Linked DNA regions of Hordeum vulgare: region 2 is linked to region 1. The links are chromatin contacts, called in public Hi-C maps. All regions are on one chromosome and are shown on one strand. Each heading gives the region's core, a stretch centred on a gene start, on an enhancer-like site or on the middle of the called end of the contact. The rest is flanking DNA. Distances are from core to core; before and after follow the strand shown.

Region 1 (6,480 bases), core at 2,944-5,443:
ACGGCAGAATAAAGAGAAAGGACAAAGTCGTCCCCTATGCCTTAGCCGTATGCTCTATAGTATGCCATGTTGTGTACCACACCTAATGTGTGCCTTGCCATGAGTCTGTCAAGGGGTACAAGAGTGATCCACGAATGGATCACTGGACAATGGTCAAAGTTGTCCTTAGTAACTTGAGGACTAAGGAAATGTTTCTCAATTATGGAGATGATAAAAGAGTTCGTCGTAAAGGGTTATGTCGATGCATGCTTTGACACCAATCCGGATGACTCTAAGTAGCAAACAAGATTCATATAGTGGAGCAGTCGTTTGTAGTGGATCCAAGTGGAGCGTGGTAGCAACATCTACAATATGACATAGAGATATGTAAAGTACACACATATCTGAATGTTGCGGCCCCGTTGACTAAAAACCTCTCTCACAAGCAAGACATAATCCAAGCCCGGTTCTTTATGGGTGTTAGATTCATTAAAATGTTAATCACTTGGTGATGTGAACTATATTATTGACTCTAGTGCAAGTGGGAGATTCTTGGAAATATGCCCTAGAGGTAATAATAAATTATTTATTATCATGTTTCCTTGTTCATGATAATCGTTTATTATCCATGCTAGAATTGTATTGATTGGAAACTCAAATACATATGTGGATACATAGACAAGACACTGTACCTAGTGAGCCTCTGAAGGACTAGCTCGTTGTCAAAGATGGTCAAGGTTTCCTGGCCATAGACATGCGATGTCGTTTGATAACGGGATCACATCATTAGGATAATGATGTGATGGACAAGACCCAAACTATGAACGTATCATATGATCGTGTCAATTTATTGCTACTGTTTTCTACATGTCAAGTATCTGTTCCTATGACCATGAGATCATGCAACTCACTGACACCGGAGGAGTGCCTTTTGTGTATCAAACATCACAACATAATTGGTTTTACTATAAAGGTGCTCTACGGGTATCTCCGAGCATGTCTGTTGAGTTGGCATGGATCAAGACTGGGATTTGTCACTCTGTGTGACGGAGAGGTATCTCAGGGCCCACTCGATAATACAGCAGCACAACAAGCTTGCAAGCAATGTGAATAAAGAGTTAGCCACGGGATATTGTATTAGGTAATGAGTAAAGAGACTTGCGAGTAACGAGATTGAACTAGGTATAGAGATACCGATGATTTGATCTCAGGCAAGTAACATGCCGATAGACAAAGGGAACAGTATACACGATTGATTGAATCCTTGACATCGTGGTTCGACCGATAAAGATCTTTGTAGAATATGTAGGAGCCAATATGGGCATCTAGGTCCTGCTATTGGTTATTGACCGGAGAGTGTATCGGTCATGTCTACATAGTTCTCGAACCCGCAGGGTCTACACACTTAAGGTTTGGTGATGATTTAGTATTAATGAGTTATGTGTGGTGATAACCGAAAGTTGTTCGGAGTTCCTGATGAGATCCTGGACGAGGAGCTCTGGAATGGTCCGGAGGTAAAGATTTATATATGGGAAGTTGGTATTCAGGTTCCGAAAAATTTCCGGGACTTACCGGTTTTATGACGGGAGTGCCGGAAGTGTTCCGAGGGTCCACCAAGAGGGTCCACCTACCCCGAAGGGCCCCATGGGCTGTGAGAGGGGGCGCACCAGCCCCTGGTGTGATGGTCGCCCCTCCTACCTAAGGCCCGTGTGGGAAGGGTTGGGCCAAGAGGGAAGGTGCCCCACTTGCCTTGGGGGCCAAGGCACCCCCCTTGGTCGCCGCCCCACCCCTAGGGGAAATCCTAGGGCACCTCCCTCCTCCTCTCCTCCTATATATATGTGAGGGGAGGGAGGGCTGCAACAACACAAGCCACGGCGCAGCCTCTCCCTCTCCCTCTAAATGAGCCTTTCCTGTAGTTCGTCGTAGTAGTGTTTGGCGAAGCCCTGCCGGGACGGCTCCACCACCATCGCCGCCACACCGTTGTGCTGCCAGAGAACTCATCTACCTCTCCGCGCTCGCTTGCTGGATCAAGGAGGCAGAGAACGTCATCGAGCTGTATGTGTGTTGAAAGCGGAGGTGTCGTCCGTTCGACACTAGACCAGGATGGATCGTAATGGGATCGCGGGACGGATTGTGATTTGGATCGCGAAGACGTTCGACTACATGAACCACGTTATATACGCTTCCGCTTAGCGATCTACAAGGGTATGTAGATGCACTCCCTCTCTCATAGATGTTAGTCTCCATAGATTAATCTTGATGAGCGTAGGAATTTTTTTGTTTCCCATGCGACGTTACCCTACAATGTTGTATGCCCAAACATAATTTTTTCTACTAGCTAATGCTGAATGACAAAATCAATACATGTGATCTCTTAACCAGGAGACACTACCCTCTGGATAGCACTATTTGCACCCTTTGCAGATGATCACAACATGGAAGACACAACTCATCTACTATTTTCCTGCCCATTCGGTCAAGGTTTCTGCTCGAGCATTAATATGGAGTTCAACACTGATGACAACAGAACTAACATGATTATTGATGCCAGGAACGGATATGAATTATCATTTTTCATGGAAATATTGACGATTGGTTGTTGGAGCATTTGGAATCATAGAAATGGAATGATATTTTATAATATCCCAGCCAACGTTAATGCATGTTGCATACAAAAAACCTTCAAGATTACTTTTCATGAAACTATGATGAGGGCTAAGCCCAATATCAAAGAATGCATGTTGTCTTGGATAAATAGTATATAAAACCGCGATCTTGGAATAAGTTAGCTTAGTCTCTTTTATTTTCCCCTTCACTATACTTTTGTAAATATCCTCTATGTAGAGTATTTGGCCCTTTATTAATAGAAAATGACACATAATGGGGAAATCTCCACTGTTTTTGGTCAAAAAAAAAAGATTTTGAGAAAAATCTAAGAAAATATAAGCTGTTAAGAGGGGAATGTTCTATTGCCACGTGAAATTCCAAGTTGAAACCAATACAGGATGCAAGTTATGAGAAAATAAATCCGCAATGAATAGTAACATTATTGTTCAACATTATTCAATGATGGTTTTGTTTTTTATAGCTCACCAGTAATGTGTTTGAACTTGATTTTCACATGACAATAGAACATCATCCTTTTTACATTGGAATATGTTTAAAATCAATTGGATGATCCCACACGACTTAAGCCGCGTCCAGCTTTCAACACGTGTCCCTGGCTGACCCCATGTGCCGCTTACCATCCGCCTTATCTCTATGCAGGAAGCCAAGAGCCACACATTTTCAGTTTGTATCATCGTCTTCCTTACGCTCGCTTTCTTTTCTATCCTGCAGATCCCCCCTTTTCTCTCTTTTTCCCATGCTCTTCCCTCTTCCTGTAGATCGATACCAACACTGACAAATCGACGACCATCACTGCCACAAGCTCTCCCGCCCCTCCTCTATTGTTGCCCACTGCTGCAGATGCAAAAGGGGAACATGTAGCAGTCCCTTGGAGCTGCAATGAAGCATCCCGTTGTTGTGATTATGACCACGACGAGGAGCCGACAAGGGGCATTGCAACTCCGGCGATGTTGCCTCGAAGCTCTTGGGAGCACCGTCGGAGCTGCAATGGAGCAACGCTGGGCCACCGGAGTTGCAATGGAGCACCACCAGGCCGTCGAAAGCATCACCGGAGATGCAATGGAGCTTCGTCGGATGTCATTGGTGCTGCGTTGGAGCTTAGCCGGGGGCTGCAATGGCACGACATTTGATGGTGTCGCACGCTCGCTGTTGTTGTGACGTTGCTGCGATCCAACAGCCACCAGCGCGTTGATCGGACGGCTAGTTAGGCGGAGAAATCATCGGGATGATTCGTAGTAGCCGTCTTTAACATTCCCTTTTAACATTCCGTATTTTTATTTTTTATATTTTGAAAACATCATTGGCACACGATTTCCACTGATTTTTCATGTGACATTCCTTCCTCCCCGCTCCCGGAGCCACGAGCCGACCTCTCTCCGAGTTCGCTTCCTCGAAGCTTTCCAGCCCACGCCCGCTCCACCCGTTGCGCCGACACCTCCGGCCCGGTCGGTGTCCCCACCGGCCAAACGCCACGCTTCCCGCGGAGACCCCGCGTGGGCCCCGCCCCCCACGACCCCACCACCTCCCCCTCCACCTGGCCGCGCGCCGCGCGCGTATTAAACGGCCTCCTCCTCCGCCTCGCTCCTCTCGCACCAACACCACAGACCACCACCGCAGCACGCAGCACGCACCACGCGCCCTCCCGCCCCGTGATCGCCGCCGTCTCGCCGCTGCGCCGACCCCTCCACCGGCATTCGATTCGGAGCCCAGCCCGTCCGGCGGCGCGGAGGTACGTGAGATCCCGGCCGCCCCGTTGCGAGATCTGGCGTTGCTGCTCGCGCGCTGGCCTGCTGTCCTTGTTATCACCTGGAGTGCGTCTCGAATGTTGTCCCGTGGCGGGTTTTCGGGCGGGGTGTAGTCCCCGTGATCCGGGGGTTGAGGGAAGGGATTCCATATCTCAGCCCAAATGGTCGGGCCTGGCGGCAGCTCGGGATGCAGATCTGACGAGGTGGGGTCCTAGGGTTGCGCGCCTGGAGCTGGATCTAGCGATCATTGCACTGGGAGTTTAGAGGGGTGGGTGATCCATGTTGTTCGAATCAAAAAAGAAAAAGAAAAAGAAATGGTATTAGGGGCGGGTGATCGGGCTGTTCTGATCTTTCTTTATGTTAGCTGTATATATATGTAAGCGGCGGGAAATCAAGGGAGATCTTAGTTTAAATCGGGTTATAATTATGATCCTTATGTTTGTCTAGCTCATTGGAAACGGACCCTGTGTTTGTAAGCATAACAGCGAATATGCCTTGGCTAGGTGGAAGGAGAAGGAAGATCCTTTTCTAGAACAGTGTGTGATCCTGCCTTTGTATCTTTTCTGATTGATGCTAGGCATGGATCTCGAGTAATCTTCCGGTGATGAGCCAAGAAACTTGTACCTAGTTTTGTTCATGTGTGAGAATACTGACTGTGATCCTGTACAACAGTACAAGTAATTCGGGAGCCTACTTAATCACTGCAATGCTGTTTAAGGGTTTGTTCATGTGCGTGTGTAATTAGTGAATCAAACTCCCTGATTTTTCTAAGTGGTTTAAATAACCAAGTGTCCTCAGCCCTTAAACAATGTTAGTGCCACTACTCGTCTTCACCATATAGAATGGTGTTTTTACATGTTGTATTTGTTCTCTTTTCATTGTGAGATGCATAACTAGAACTTCTAAACTGAATGTTTGAATATTTTACAGCCATGGGCACGGTTGTGGATGCTCCCGCAGCTGTGACTGAGAAGGAGGTACGTGTATGACATTTCTTTTCATTCCTCATTCCCTGGATATATTAGATAAGCACTTTAAAAAAAAATTGAGATAAGCAGTTGTTGCTGCAAAGGCACACTTTTTCATTGAGGATATGCAATGCCTTATGTTTTCAGTATTAGTGGACATTCTTCAATTTATTAACCATTTCACACATAAGGGTTGGTGCCCCGAATCTCACGGTGTTACACCTACTTCTTCCGTTCATAAATATACGATGTTTTGGATATTCATTTAGTTTAATTTGGAATAGATAAACTTTATTGTTGTCGGACTCGTGTCCAAAGAACTTGAATTCCTGAGCATACTGCCAATATAATTCTGGCACCTTGAACAACGCTTCTTGTATATGTCAGTAAATGAAACTCCTTTGTCTCACAGAAATTTTGCTATTCATGGTTCTTTGTTTGTCTTATGGTCCAAACTGTGTTTTTCATGCAGGTGGTTGCTGAGAACATGTTGGGTGACAAGAAAGTCACAGTAGTATTTGTTCTTGGTAAACTTTCTTTGATATATGCCTGACCATCTAATACGCATTATCACGCGTTACATGTATCTAAATAAATAAACTTTCTTCTGTACCTGACCAAGAATTTACACACAGGTGGTCCTGGAAGTGGAAAGGGCACACAGTGTGCCAACATTGTGGAACACTTTGGATTCACCCATCTTAGTGCTGGAGATCTTTTGCGCGCGGAGATTAAATCTGGCTCTGAGAATGGGTATGTTAGTTTCTTTCATAAGTTTCTCTAGAACTATTGTTTTACAAAAAAAATATTCATCATGTCAATTTATTTATGTAACATTTGCATGCACCTATGTTTATTTTTACACCTATAATTTTACAGAACTATGATTGAGAACATGATAAAGGAGGGAAAGATTGTTCCATCGGAGGTGACTATAAAGCTCTTGCAGCAAGCCATGATAAAGAATGAGAATGATAAGTTCCTCATCGACGGGTTTCCAAGGAATGAAGAGAATCGTGCTGCGTTCGAGAATGTTGTAAGCTCATCTGCTCCTTACACTTGAAAATTGATGTTCTTTCACTTTTCACTACTAATTCACGTAATAGTTCAGCAGCATCTTCCTTTCTTCCATCATAATGTATGTATAAATGACTTTGCAA
Region 2 (6,480 bases), core at 2,515-5,014, 190 kb before region 1:
CCCACGCGTTGGTGGGCTATTGCAAGACAATTTCCAATTGTTGAGCAATTGAGAATAGCATTCGTCTAGCCATCGCCAAAGAGTGCCATCAGCATTTTTCTGGCGCCGTTGCCGGGGAAATATTGCTATATTCTCTGAGTCACTTGGGATTTATATCTGCTGATCACTATGAAGAATCTGAAGGATCCGAAAACCAAAGTCTTTCCCTCAACTACGAGGGGAGGTAAGGAACTTCCATCTAGCTCTGCACTTGATTCACCTTCAGTTATGAGTAAGTTTGCGACATCACCTCCTGCTAGAAATCTTGATATGTCGCCTATGCTTGATGATGCTTATGATACTACTAGAGATGTTATGCCTGATACTGCTTTGCCTGATACTGCTAGAGATGCTATGCCTGATACTGCTAGAGATGTTATGCCTGATACTGCCTTGCCTGATGATGCTATGCTTGATACTGCTAGAGATACTACTTTGCCTGATGTTCCACTAGGGGTATTCCTTGATGCTCATATTGCTATAGTTACTATCAATGCTCGTGATGCTTCTGAAACTACCGATACTATTGAGATAGAACCTGCTTTTGCTCCTCCTAGATCTAGCTCTCCTAGATATGAATTGCCTGATATACCTGAGGGTTACGTTATGGAGGGAGAGATAGCTGAGGATTTTCTTGCGTGTAAGGACGCCTATGACGCTGAGAAATTACTTCTCAAGTGGAAGGAAAAATCTCTGAAAGCTAGGATGAAATACGACCCAAAGTTTTCCACTTCACCTATCTTTATCACCGATAAAAATTATGAATTCTCTGTCGATCCTGAGATAATCTCTCTAGTCGAATCTGATCCTTTCCACGGTTATGATTCTGAGACGGTCGTAGCCCATCTTACCAAACTACACGATATAGCCACCCTTTTCACTAGTGAGGAGAAGATCCGCCACTACTACATCCTTAAGTTGTTTCCTTTCTCTTTAAAGGATGACGCTAAAGCCTGGTTCACCTCTCTTGCTCGTGGATGTGTGAGTAGTCCCCAGGATATGGTCTATTACTTCTGTGAGAAATATTCCCCTGCCCATAAGAAGCAAGCTGCCTTGCAGGAAATATACAACTTTGCTCAACTCAAAGAAGAGAGTCTCCCACAAGCTTGGGGGAGGCTCGTCCAGCTACAGAATGCTTTGCCTGATCACCCTCTTAAGAAGAACGAGATACTTGATATCTTCTATAACGGACTTCCCGATGCCTCTAGACACCACCTAGATAGTTGTGCCAGTTGTGTTTTTAGGGAACGAACTGTAGAACAAGCTGAGACCCTACTGAATAACATCTTGATCAATGATAATGCTTGGACTATTCCCGAACCACCTCTTAAGCCAACTCCTAAGAAAAGAGGTATTCTATTCCTTAGTCCCGAAGATATGCAAGAAGCCAAGAAATCTATGCAAGAGAAAGGCATTAGATCTGAAGATGTCGAAAATCTACCACCTATCGAAGAGATCCATGGTCTCGATAACCCGATAATAGTAGTAGAAGTGAATTCTCTGCGTAGGTTTGATGAGGGTGATATTCCTTTTGACAAACCTGCTAGCCTATGCTTTGATGAATTTGACAACTTTGTTGCCAAACAACAAAGTTTCAATGATTATGTTAGTAGACATTTGGAACAAAGTACTCGTATGCTTAGCCATTTAAGTGCTTGTGTAGACAGAAATGTTAATGATCTGAAGCTTCTGAGTAAACATGCCTATATGATTACTACTCAGGTAGAACAAGTACTTAAAGCTCAGAATGACCTGCTCAATGAATTAAAGGACAACTCTGTCAAAGTCATTACTAGAGGAGGCAAAATGACTTAGGAACCTTTGTATCCTGAAGGTCATCCTAAGAGAATTGATCAATATTCTCAAGGAATTAATGCTGATACACCCAGTCATCCTAAGGAGAAGAAGAAGGATGATAGAAACCTACATGCTAGTTCACCAAATACTGTCACACCTGAAGAACCTAATGATATTTCTGAGTCTGATGCAGAAACACAATCTGGTGATGAACATGAACCTGGTGACAATATGGATAGTGATGTTCATAATAATGCTCAACCTAGCAATGATGAGGATGTGGAGATTGAACCTACGGTTAATCCTGATAACCAACAACCTAAGAGATACGATAAGAATGACTTCACTTCTAGGAAGCATGGTAAAGAAAGGGAGCGGTTTAGATATCGTCATGACTTTGCGCGGTTCTATCAATTGCTCGATAGTAATTTGTTCACCCACCGTGATATTTGCTATTTTGAGAGAAGCATCTAGTGAACACTATGGCCCCCAGGGTCTACTCCACAACATATTTTCAGCCTTACACTTTTTACTTCGTTTCACTTTCCGCCTTCAGATCTCACTTTGCAAACAATCTTGAAGGGATCGACAACCCCTTTGAAGCGTTGGATGCAAGCTTATTTGTGTTTGCGCAGGTACTCTGGACTTGACGAGACCCTCCTTCTGGATCGATACCTTGGTTCTCAAACTGAGGGAAATACTTACTGCTCCTTTGCTGCATCACCCTTTCCTCTTTAAGAGAAAAACCAACGCAAGCCCAACCTCCGTCAACGTGTCAATTTCTGGCGCTGTTGTTTGAGAAGTAGCAGAAGGATTTCTGGCGCCTATGCCGGGGAGGAAGATCAAGTCAAGAACTCATCCAAGTAAGTGTCGCAAACTCATATCTTGCATTTACTTTGTTTGCCAGTTGCCTCACGTTTTCCTCTCCCCCACTTCACCAATTTGCCTTTTTCGTTCACCTTTTTTTCTCGCCCACTTTTTGTTTGCTTGTGTGCTTGTTTGCTGAAGTCATCATGAACGAAAACACCAAACTTTGTGACTTCTCGAATAGTAATAATAATGATTTTATTAGTACTCCGATTGCTCCCGTCATTAGTGCGGAGTCATACGAAATCAATGCCGCTTTGCTGAATCTTGTTATGAAAGAGCGTTTCTTTTTTTACTAAGTTGTCATATATTCATATCACACGTGTGACACTTGCCAGAAAAAATGCTGAAAAAGAGATTTAGAAATGTCGCGGGCTGGTTAACGCGGTGCCCTCCCTTCCCCTCTGCCCACGCACCGTTTTTCTCCTCTCTCTGCCCTTTCGCCACTTCCTCCACCGGGATATTCTTCTCTGTTCGGAGACCAACGAACGACACGGGATATTTTCATCCCGCGCGTCGAATCCTCTTCGAATCCTGAGGGCTCCAGCCTCTAGGGACCTCGAGCGCGATTCAAGCTGTTGTGCTGGCCAGTAGGACCGTCCGCCACTCCCAGGGAGGTAAACACATCCCGCTGCCGCCTGCGCTCGTGTTTTTCCGCTGATTATTTGGTCTTGCTGTGTCTGAATGTGCCAAAATTAACACGGTTGTAGCAAAAGTAAAAAACATCGATTGTAACGAAAAATTCGACGAACTGGAATTGCAACCAAACATATATGCAGCCTTTTACTGGACAAATGTAACAAATTACACGAGAAAAAAAGTTGCATGGAAAACATTTGTATCAAAAAAATACACGGTTGCAACAAATTCAACGAAAAAATGCTGCAAGCATCTGCCAGCGAGGCACGCGGCCCGCACGCGACCGGCCGAACGATTCGGCCCACGCGTCGGGTAGAAGCGTTTCCTTTTTTCTTACTAAGTTGTCATATATTCATATCACACGTGTGACACTTGACAGAAAAAATGCTGAAAAGGAGATTTAGAAATGCCGCGGGCTGGTTAACGCGGTGCCCTCCCTCCCCCTCTGCCCACGCACCGTTCCTCTCTCTGCCCTTTCGCCACTTCCTCCACCGGGATATTCTTCTCTGTTCGGAGACCAACGAACGACAGGGGATATTTTCATCCCGCGCGTCGAATCCTCTCCGAATCCTGAGGGCTCCAGCCTCCAGGGACCTCGAGCACGATTCGAGCTGCTGTGCTGGCCAGTAGGACCGCCCGCCACAGGCCTCCGGCTCCCAGGGAGGTAAACACATCCCGCTGCCGTCGGCGCCCGTGTTTTTCCGCTGATTATTTGGTCTTGCTGTGTCTGAATGTGTGATCCCCCCCCCCCCTCCCTACCTGCCGCGCTGGGTTGCTCCGCTGCTCTGGGTTCACTGGCGGTGGTTTGGGGGGTTCTGGCCGGCCGCCGGCAGCTCCAAGGCTGCGATTTTTCCTTGCCAGAGTTTTCTCGGTTCATTTCCGGAATTCACGCGATTCCCGTGGTTTCCTTGGCAGGGACGATGGCCGTGTATTTGAACGACGATTTGGAGGACCTGCAAGACGACCACTTCGACTCCGACGGGTTCGGCGTCTCCGGCCATCCCTCCAGCCCGGTATGCTTAACCAGGTGCCGGTACAAGTTTCTTGAGTGGTGTGTGTTGCTTCGACACGGAAGCAGATGGGTGCTGGAGTGATGTTACGTGCAAACCACACATTAGTTCCGCTAAAGCTAAATAAAGCATGTTTGCAATTCAGCGACGGAACATGTAGCATACGTAACATTTGTAGACGTTGCCGATGGCCCTACCTAGTGGAAATGGTTGGCACTAAAGGGAAATTTTAGTGCTAAATAAATTAGCTTTTGGAGTGCCTGCCTAAATAAAACATCACTGTTGAGGTGGACATAGGTGATGGCAACAAGCCAACAACTGGGATACCTACTAAATCATGATGTAGGAATGTGCACATGGACATTTATGATTTCTGAGATTATGGAGCAGTTTTCTCTGCGACAGTATAACATGTATGTATATACTTGAGCCTTTCTGGACATGTTACTTTCCCTTTTTGTTAGATTACTTTGGATTGTTTCGGTTTGTATAAACAAATGCATTATTTCCTTTGTTTCAAGGTTATTAATACCTCAATTTTTGTTCTTTCTGTAGAATAAGCATAAGAATGATACATCAGCCTTGGAGTACAGAAATGGAAAAGACATGCAAGGGATACCATGGGAGAGGTTAAAATACAGTAGAGATCAGTATCGCAAGATGAGGCTGAAGCACTACAAGAATTACGAGAACCTCGCGAGGTCACACCAAGGGTTTGATACGGTGAGATTTAGTGTTGTACACTTCTACACGAGTGGTATTGGTGCAAAGCTGTTGTTGTGCTTATTGCCCTTATGGCTCTGCATGCCAATTTTGATGATAGTTGCTATCTTCTTTCCTGCTTATAGAGGTTGGAATTGGTTGTGAGTTCACCTCTCTTTTTCGCACTATTACTCATATGTGGTAACAACAACCTTAGTTGGTTGCACATGGCAATGGTGGTGTTAAACGCCTTCCCGTTCCTGAAGGCATTGCTTGGAGTTGCTCGGACTTGATCTTCGGGGTGAAAACCTATGATCGGATCTTCAGTGGTTGAATCCAGCAGCGGAAGAGCGGTGTGTCATTCCCGTCCCGGGGGCGTTGTTGTTGAAGTAGACCTGGGTAGGGGTAGCCCAACTGACAACCCGACCTGAAAAACCAAGGCCCGCCTGAGTCGGGCTTGTCAATTGAGCAGGATTCAGGCCTCCTTTTGCAGCACGGAAGGTAGTTCCAGACGTGCTCAGGCTTCTCTTTTTCAGGATTTTGTGCCGGGCTTGCAAGTGCAAGTATTGAAAACTGCGTTTGGGCTTCAGATTCGGACCTGAAAAACCAAGGCCAGCCTGAGTCGGGCTTGTCAATTGAGCAGGATTCAGGCCTCCTTTTGCAGCACGGAAGGTAGTTCTAGACGTGCTCAGGCTTCTCTTTTTCAGGATTTTGTGCCGGGCTTGCAAGTGCAAGTATTGAAAACTGCGTTTGGGCTTCAGATTCGACTTAGGGCTGGGCCCGGGCTTGAGAAAAGAGGATAGTTTGGGCTGGTATTTTGAAGGTTGGGCTTTTACAGTCCCGGCCTGACACATGTTCAGGTTTATGCTGAAGAACCTCTCGCGGTTCTTGCTTTGCCAAGGGTGGTAGTTGGTGTTGCCTGTTGCTGCGTGCTGCTGTTCGGGGTCATGTTTTTTATGTAGGTTGTTGTGTGCATCCTCAATGTCTTGAGTAGCTCTTGGCATCATGTTGGTTGTAGAGGCCGGTATAATTGGTATCTTCTTGATATTGGTATATTCCCTTTATACGGAAAACAGATTCTTCAATGCCTGCCGCATGCAAATCTCTCCTCGTATTTTCGCTCTCTTTTAAACCATGAACCGCGCAATAGTCGCACAACACCAACGTTTTTTGACAATTTCCTAAGTTCACGGTCCAATTTCTTGTGATAATTTTTTTTTTGCTTCGTGGCAATGCACCGGCATTATGCTAATGTTCCAATGAATGCGAGATAGACCACTCTATGTGTTAATCATATTCATAAAATACTCTTGATTTTTTGGTTGGATGTTACTAACTAGTACTGTGTATTAGCACCAAACGTGTTCCACACCTAAACTCTTTTATCACACCTTACTAGTTGTCCATTGACACAAAAATGGTTAGG

What was found. Hi-C and Micro-C count contacts between places; a contact is called where the count stands out from the background.
Region 2: a contact with region 1 is called in a Hi-C map of leaf, with 3 times the contacts expected there. The contact joins the promoter of LOC123425230 here to the promoter of LOC123425228 in region 1. A contact is called at or near these places in 3 of 6 Hi-C or Micro-C datasets (leaf and seedling) and 1 of 1 datasets of contacts at active chromatin or transcription factors (embryo).

Annotation. Positions count from the first base shown.
Region 1 is chr2H:88,750,493-88,756,972 of MorexV3_pseudomolecules_assembly, reverse strand. It overlaps LOC123425228 (UMP-CMP kinase 3), which reads left to right and starts at 4,193. Exons shown (of 10, transcript XM_045108902.1): 1 at 4,193-4,336; 2 at 5,283-5,329; 3 at 5,793-5,847; 4 at 5,956-6,073; 5 at 6,200-6,356. The coding sequence starts at 5,285.
Region 2 is chr2H:88,937,783-88,944,262 of MorexV3_pseudomolecules_assembly, reverse strand. It overlaps LOC123425230, which reads left to right and starts at 3,764. Exons shown (of 10, transcript XM_045108903.1): 1 at 3,764-4,006; 2 at 4,258-4,355; 3 at 4,908-5,075. The coding sequence starts at 4,263.